2 separate regions of the Pan troglodytes genome follow, and region 2 is linked to region 1. A link is a contact called in public Hi-C data. All regions are on one chromosome and are shown on one strand. The core of a region is the stretch at or near the end of the contact, and the rest is flanking DNA. Distances in the headings are between cores, read along the strand shown.

Region 1 (3,872 bases), core at 511-3,010:
ATGCGGCTGGCCACTCCTGCACCCTCCACACCCAGTTGGAGAAGAGCGGCGGGTACCCTCAGGGAGGTAGAGGAGTGTAAGAGGCCAGACTCGACTCGGGGAAGGATGCCAGCAGCCCCCTCTACCAAGAGCGAACCAAGTATGTAAAAGAAAGACAGAAGGGAGAGCAGGAAGGACAATCCCAGTCTTAATTCCTAGCTCTTCAGCAAGCCAAGGCAGTGACCCGAGACGCTCAGGGATCCTTCCACAGATGCCTGTGGCCCACCCCATCTGCCAAACACTCACCAGCCCCACAGTGTCCAGCCTCGACACCGGAAACTTTTCAATTCACCCTTCTCCTTCCTCCCCTTTGGGACCAGAGATGTGTGGGGCGGTGCCCTCGGAGACACTCATACAGTTGGTTCTGGACGCTCACACACACTCAAACAACAGCGGTACGAGGGAACTCCCAGCTTTTTCCACAGCTAATTATACATGTGAAAGTCTGAGGATGTTTTGCAAGCAGCACAGAGAAACTGCTGAGGTTTCTCTGCAAAGCTAAAGAAATTTAATTCGTGCACTCTCCTTCCCCACTCCTGCCAACTTCTCCCAGCCCACCTCCACCCCATGGCCCCAAAGTGCCCCTCTCCTAGTTCCCGCTGCAGCCCCTCTTTCTGCTGAAGATTTCTTTGGTTCCTTTTTTTTTTCCATCTCTCTTTTGGGCTTTCGAGAAAGGGAACAGACACGGAAAATATTTTTGCAACAGTTTTCCATCCTGCGTCTCATTCCCAAGCCAAGGGGGGAAGGGGAGGGCAGGAACGGAATGGGTTGAGGGAGGGGAGATAAATATTTTTTCCAAGAGCTCAATTTTGGTGTCAAAAAGAGAACCCTCCATTACCCTACCCCATAGCCCAGGAATGACAAGAACTAGGAAAAGAGAGATAAATCACTTCTTCGACTATATGGTTTCTCAGAACTGATAATAGGTAAAACAGTATTTGACAAATCTGTGCACACACACATATTTTTAAAAATCCTCCAAACACAGTCGCATGAAATATGCTAGAAAGAGGAAAATCGGGGAGTTTTAGAAGCCCTTGAGAGAAAAGAAAGAAACAAAGTTTGCAAATCACAAGTCAATTCATTCTCTGCAAGCCTACCTCTCTTTCTAGCAAAGATCCAGGTTTCTCCAGGCGGGACTCTCCCTCCGGGTTTCCATGGATGGGGGTAGGGTGGGGTGACCACCCACCAGTCTCCCCAGTGTGGCAACCAAGCTAGAGACGCTGGCTTTGCTCTCTTGCCTTTCCGGCTAAGGCCGGGGAGTGGGCTGGGTCTCCTCCCCCTGCCCTTCCAATGGGAAGGACCTCTCAGGTTCCTAAAAGAAAAAGGGTGCAGGAGAGCTGGGCGGGTGTCTCTGATCTTGCTCTCTTCGGAGGGATGGTGCCCCACGAAGTTCGTGCCCCCCTCCCAGCCCCCAGCTTTGGACGATCTCAACAGTAGAGCTTTCTTAAGAAAATGCTTGTCATGGCAACAGCTCTAGCTAACTCGGGCCAGACTCCTGCTCACCAGCTCTCCCCAAGCAGTGCGGGAAGAGAGAGGGGAGGAGCAGGAGCTGGAACAGAGGTGGGACTTGGCGCGAGGCCAAACCATTACTCTACTGTTAAGGTGGCCCGATTCTTGCGGTTACTTCCTGGTTCGTCTTAAGGGGGAATGGGAAAAGAAAGGGAAGCAATCCTCTCCCCTGTCGGCTTTCTTCCCCGCCCTTGCTCTCACTTGTTGAATAGAAAGCTGAGTAGGGGTGGAGGAGGGGTGAGGCTGGAGGTGGGGAGTGGATGTGGGTGGCGGTATTCAACGGTTGCTGGGCGGAGGGGAAAAAAAAGGAAGCTTGGGCAGGCGGCTGGCTTCCTGCAGCTCCTACGGGCCTCTCAACCCCTTACTCACTTAGATCCAGGACCCAGAAACCCGAGGTGTCTGTGGACACTTGTATGTCCCCTCCTACCTTCCTGCTCCTGTCTGAATAGGGGGTTCCTTGGAGAAGGAGAATAAATTGTTTTGTAAACACACACACACACACACACCCGTCCTCCCCTACACCTTATATACAGGTCACATTTTGTTCCCTCTTGTCCCTGTACCCATCAGAGGTATACTGACAGTGCATGAAAATAGCTGCTTACTTTTGAGTCCTGCTATGCGTGGGCTATGACACCAAAAGCTTTGTCTATATGGTATCGTTTCTAGTCCTCATGGCAATCTTGAAAGGTACTTATTATTAACCTCATTTTCTAGTTGAGGGAATTGAAGATTGAGTGTCTGGCCCAAGGTTATACATCCGGCTAATGACAGAGCCAACGATTCAAGACCAAGTCAGACAGACTCCAAAGCCCGAGTACTTTCCTGTACTTTGTATCATACTCCGGCACATATTTCCGTTTTAATTTGCACACACTCAGACATCCATGCACACTTATACACAGCCTGTAAACAGTTAATCACACCCCCATACCCACACACCCACTAGCATTGTGCAACAGTGCCACCCATAGATTTTGCATAGAACTTTATGGCTTTCAAGCACAAACATGCACCATCAGCTGGTTCACACAACATATCTTCATTGACTGACAGATTCCCACACCTACCTCAGCAAACACACTCATGTTTATATGCTTGTGGAAGGCACATTGACATATATCTCACAGGTTATAGCTATGAGCTATGCTGTGAAGAAGGTGACTGGCCACTACTTCCCAACCTTTTAAACAGAGGGTTGGGAAAAGGCCTCTTTGATTCTATCATTCTAACCCAAAAGCTCACACCACCCCCTGTCCTTCTTTGCTGTCATCTCTGCCCCCAAGAAGCAGAGCCACATGCACATGGAGAAACAGGGTTGTGAAACGGGGTCCAGTTTCCCCCGTGTCCAACTAGCACCCTTCCCAATGTTCTCTCATTTGGGTCCTCTTTTTCCTCTTCATTTTCTTACCCTGCTATTTCTTTTTTCTTTATGGTTTTTGTTTTTTTTTTTGAGACGGAGTCTTGCTCTGTCGCCCAGGCTGGAGTGCAGTGGCGTGATCTCGGCTCACTGCAAGCTCCGCCTCCTGGGTTCATGCCATTCTCCTGCCTCAGCCTCCCGAGTAGCTGGGACTACAGGCCCCTGCCACCACGCCCGGCTAATTTTGCTTTTGTATTTTTAGTAGAGACGGGGTTTCACCATGTTAGCCAGAATGGTCTCTATCTCCTGACCTCATGATGCGCCCACCTCGGCCTCCCAAAGTGCTGGGATTACAGGCGTGAGCCCCCGCACCTGGCCAGTAATGTTTTTAGACTGGTTGGGCTGGGCTCAGAACTCAGAGTTCATCAGTGTGAGGCTGGAGATTGCCTGTTGTCATCTGAAAACAAAATCCAAAATAAGCCCTGGCTAGGCACAGTGGCTCATCCGTGTAATTCCAGTACTTTGGGAGGCTGAGGAGGGAGGATCACTTGAGGCCAGATTTCAAGACCAGCCTGGGCAACATAGCAAGACCCACCCCATCTCTACAAAAAAATTAAAAACAAGAGAAAAAAAATAAGCCCCTGCCTGTGCTTGTGCCTCTCCCTGCCAGCAGCCGAAGAAAGTTGCAGGGGTAGGGGGAGATTTTAGGGTCACCCTCTATGGGAACTATGGATTGTTTGGTCTTTTTTGTCTAGTGATTGACTGTCTGACACTCAAGGCACTTACAGGACACTAAAGGTGACCTTTGTTCTCATTTCAGCCTCTTGCAACTCCTCTAGTCACTCCCACCTTCCCAGGGCATTTCAAGAACAGTTAGTACCTTGTTAGATTCCTTCCTTCCTCCCTCCCTCTTCCCTCCCTCTTCCATTCCCTCCCTCTTCCCTTCCCTCCCTCTTCCCTT
Region 2 (3,872 bases), core at 420-2,919, 360 kb after region 1:
AAGGTAAGAATGGCACTCAGTTGGCAGGGCATGGAGTTCACGCCTGCAATCTCAGCACTTTGAGAGGCCAAGGTGGGTAGATCACTTGAGCCCAGGAGTTTGAGAACCAGCCTGGGCAACACAGTGAGACCCCGTCTCTACAAAAAATACAAAAATTAGCCAGGAATGATGGTGTGTGCCTATTGTCTCAGGAGGCAGAGGTTGCAGTGAGTCAAGATCATGCCACTGCACTCCAGCCTGGGCAACAGAGCTAGACTCTGTTTCAAAAAAAAAAAAAAGGAAAGAAAAAAGAATGTCACTAAATCAAATTGTAGCCCAATGAATTATTTGACACCTGCCTGACTGGAGAGACACTGTGATAAGAGAAGGGCTCGAGGAATAGCAAGGGCTTGTAAGAGGACCCAGGGCTGACCGGGGTGAAGAAGAACAGCTTGCAGACAGTGGCCATTGTAAATACACCTTCTGTAGACAGGGAAGTCACCCAGCTGTCCAGTAATAGCAAGAGCTACTGTTTATGTTGCATCTGCCTGGACCTAGTCATTGCACAGCACATCATCTGTATGCTCCTCCCAGCAACTCTCTGGGTTGTTCTATGATCATCTCCATGTATCAGATGAACAACAGACCAAGGCTTAAGCAACCTGCCAAGGACATGTTGTTAAGAACTGGTAGAGCTAAGATTACAACCCAGGTCACTCCTGAGCCACACTTTCCCTGACACTTCCCGGCACGTCACACATTTCTGTAGCCCAGTCTGACAGACTGAGAAATCCTTCGAGAAAGGCTGGCTCCATTTGCTCTGGTTCTGCATTTGCCCTGGTTCTGCATTTGCCCGGCATCACCAGGAGGGAATGAATGACTTGAGCCAATTTCTGACACCAGCCTTCTAAACGAACTGGCGCTCATTGTAAGCGGTCACAGTGGCATTGTTTATCCATCCACCCACCTCCTGTATGTTTGGTTGGGTGAGCCAGGCCTGTAGATGTTAACCAGTTCTAGTGTCCTGAAAAATAAAACAAAGACAAGTTCTAGACCTGTCAAAACAAGACGGGCCCTGCCGCTCTAACCAAGGTTCTGCTTCAGGGAGTTGGGGTAGTGGGAGGGGCAGAGGCTACCTAAGGAGCCAGTTCAGGCTAGAGCTTGGGATATACAGGCCCAAGTCCTGACTCTGTGTCCTGGGACAAGTTACCTAACCTCTCTGAGCTTCATTTTTCTACCAACCTCACAGAATAAAGATTTGTAAAATGACTCAGCAAACCGTAAACTGCCTTATGGTCTGCCCAAAGTTATCACAGCTGCTGTGTGTGCCTGCCTAGCCCACTGGCCCCTCCACGGCAGGCATTGCAGTGGGGCCTCACTCCTGTCACCCGATAAGATGATGCCTCTGGCTCCTTAAAACTCAGCGTGCCTTGCCTCCTTCAGGGTCTTGGAAGCTTTTGTTGGCAGCCCTCTACCCCCACCCCACCCCCAGCCACCTACCACCATCAGGAGACTTCCCCAGGGCTCCTGACCCTGTGGTGGTTGCCCAGCACCCTCCCTGCTCTGCCAGCTCCTGTCTGTACCCTCAGCCTGGGAAGGATGATCACATGGTGGCCCTTCGGTAAGTGTCTATGAAAAGGGTGATTCTGGGAAGTGCGGAAGCAAAAAGGGGATGCTGGCGGGGCAGATGGGAGGGGCCTCCGCGAGCCCTGTCTGCTTCACAGTTTGAGTTCGCCTTCTCCACCCTGTGTGGCCACAGGCTGCCTCCCAGACCAGCCTGACTATCCTGGGGAGTATCGTCCTGCAGACAGTGGTCTCTTGGGGTAAGGATGCATTGCCTCCTCAGGCTGGGAGCCCCAGGCAGAGGCCATGCTAACCCCCTTCCCCTGTGCACGGGCTCCACCTGGCCCGGCAGTTATCAGAGCCCAGGCTGGCTGATTTGACCTCAGCAATCACTTGCGTCTGGGTGAGACCGTGATCTCACCAGGCTTTTGGTTTGGTTTGGTTTTGTCTTCTTGTCCAATAACCTAAGGCCTATTTTACAATCCCCTGGCCCCTTTCCTCTGAACAGAGAAGCAAACAGGGCTTCCTCTGTCCGGGCCTCACACTGACTTGGCGAGCAGGAGCACCGGAGAGACGGCTCTGTTGCAGGGGTCACCGGCCAAGGAGGCGGTCTACCCTGTGGGTCCTCCCCGCTGCAGGGCACACAGAGTGGCTCCCGTGGGGCTGAGCACGAGGCAGTGGCTCCTGACCCTCCTACAGCATCAGCACTGCCCCTGCCGGCCGCTGCCGGGAGTCCAGGACCGGGCGGACAGGAGAAGCCCCACCTTTGGCTCAGCACAAAGCCCACAGCACAGCCCCGGTGCACAGACGCGGTCACATGCACGCCCGTCCACACACACCCAGAGTAAGTCAGACGGGTGAGCAATGGTGACTGGCTTTGAATAAACACAATCAGCGATTTCAGACCTCTGGGGACCAGGTTACCTTTTCTGGGCCTCGAGGCTCGAGCACCAAGCGGAGGCCTGGCGCCCTCTGCCGGTGAGCTTGGGCGTGCACACCTGGTCTGTGGTTAATAAGCTGGGGGAGCCGCCTCCTCTGCGCTGAGTCCCGTGGGATGGCAGAAATTCTCCCGCTCCCTCCTTTCCGTCTAGGGATTAAGAGTGATTTACTTCAAGTCATTCTCCCAAAGGCAGGATCGTCTCCCTGTCGTGTGAAAGGAAAGATGAGGCTCAGAGAGTTTAAGCAAATGTCCCAGGATCACACAGCAAGTTGGGGGCAGTCCTGGAATTGGTCTCCTTCACTGGAGAACTAGAACTGACGTCACTGGGCCCACCCAGACCCCCGCAGGAGTCCGCAACTGGGTGTCCCCTTCACCCTGTTCTCCCGGGTCAAAGGCCAACGCTGGACCATTTCTATATCCTGGGCCTGCTCAGGGAGGGCTCTGGGCTAAAGGAATCGCGATGCTGGGCAAATGCTCCCTCAGACACTTAGTGAGGAAGTGTAATTGGGGGACCACTGCAGGAACTGAGGTCCTGAAGGGGCCTGCAACAGCCCTCCCCTCGGGGAGCTCCCACTCCTGGGGGAGACAGACCAGATGAGACTACCAAGAAGTCACACCCCTGCCTTCCTACAGGGAGCAGTGCTGGATTTAGGTGGAGGTCAAGTGGCCTGAGGGTGAAGGTTAGAGGGCTCCTGAAGCCAGGCCAGGCTGGGTTCTCTGGCAGGGAGTGGGCGCCCAACCCCAGGATCACTACCTTCTTGGTGGGAGTCTCCTATGCCATCCTTCCCCTGTGCTCAGCCCCTCCAGGATCATAGGGGCCACCCATTTGTCTTGCTAGTAGGGGCCCTCTTTATCCTTGAGAACGTACAGGTTGAGACAGTGTTCGTGTCTTGCTTTTTTGGGCTGGGCCACCTTGGTGCCATTCTTCTGGATGCTCCTGGGATTCAGGAAGTGAGGTCTTTGAAATGAACGTTCAGGCTGCAATTAACCCTAAGGATTTACTGCAGCTTACAAAGAAACTTTTTCTTTTCAGAGCTGTTGGCCAGGGGCCAGGGCTGTCCCCACTCCCATCTGGTCCTGGCGGTCTGCCCTTGAGGCTGGGGCAATATGAGGAGTGTGTAGGCAAGTCCAAGGCTATGACTCCCATCAAGTCTCCAGGCTCCAGGCATCTTCTTAGGTTGCCTGCCTGGTAACAACTGTAGTCAGTGTCTCACACAGGCCCCAAAGCTCAGCTAAGTCTCCTCACCTGGGAAAAGGCTTCCTTCATGGGCCCACTCCTCCCTGATTCCCTTGTGTGCCTGAGATCTTTTAACAATAGTTCCCATCACTGGGCAGTGAGTAGATGCCTCATACAGGGAAACCCCTCACTGCTGTACCATGATGATTACAG

Evidence for each region. A called contact is a pair of places that touch in the nucleus more often than the background predicts.
Region 2: a contact with region 1 is called in a Hi-C map of stem cell-derived neural progenitor cells, with 3 times the contacts expected there. The contact joins the promoter of CHIT1 here to the promoter of ATP2B4 in region 1. A contact is called at or near these places in 1 of 7 Hi-C or Micro-C datasets (stem cell-derived neural progenitor cells) and 1 of 1 datasets of contacts at active chromatin or transcription factors (stem cell-derived excitatory neurons).

What each region holds. Positions count from the first base shown.
Region 1 is chr1:45,463,811-45,467,682 of NHGRI_mPanTro3-v2.0_pri, forward strand. ATP2B4 (ATPase plasma membrane Ca2+ transporting 4) reads right to left here and starts at 1,761. Exons shown (of 21, transcript XM_024351060.3): 1 at 1,140-1,761.
Region 2 is chr1:45,820,424-45,824,295 of NHGRI_mPanTro3-v2.0_pri, forward strand. CHIT1 (chitinase 1) reads left to right here and starts at 1,670. Exons shown (of 14, transcript XM_063793548.1): 1 at 1,670-1,802; 2 at 2,181-2,386.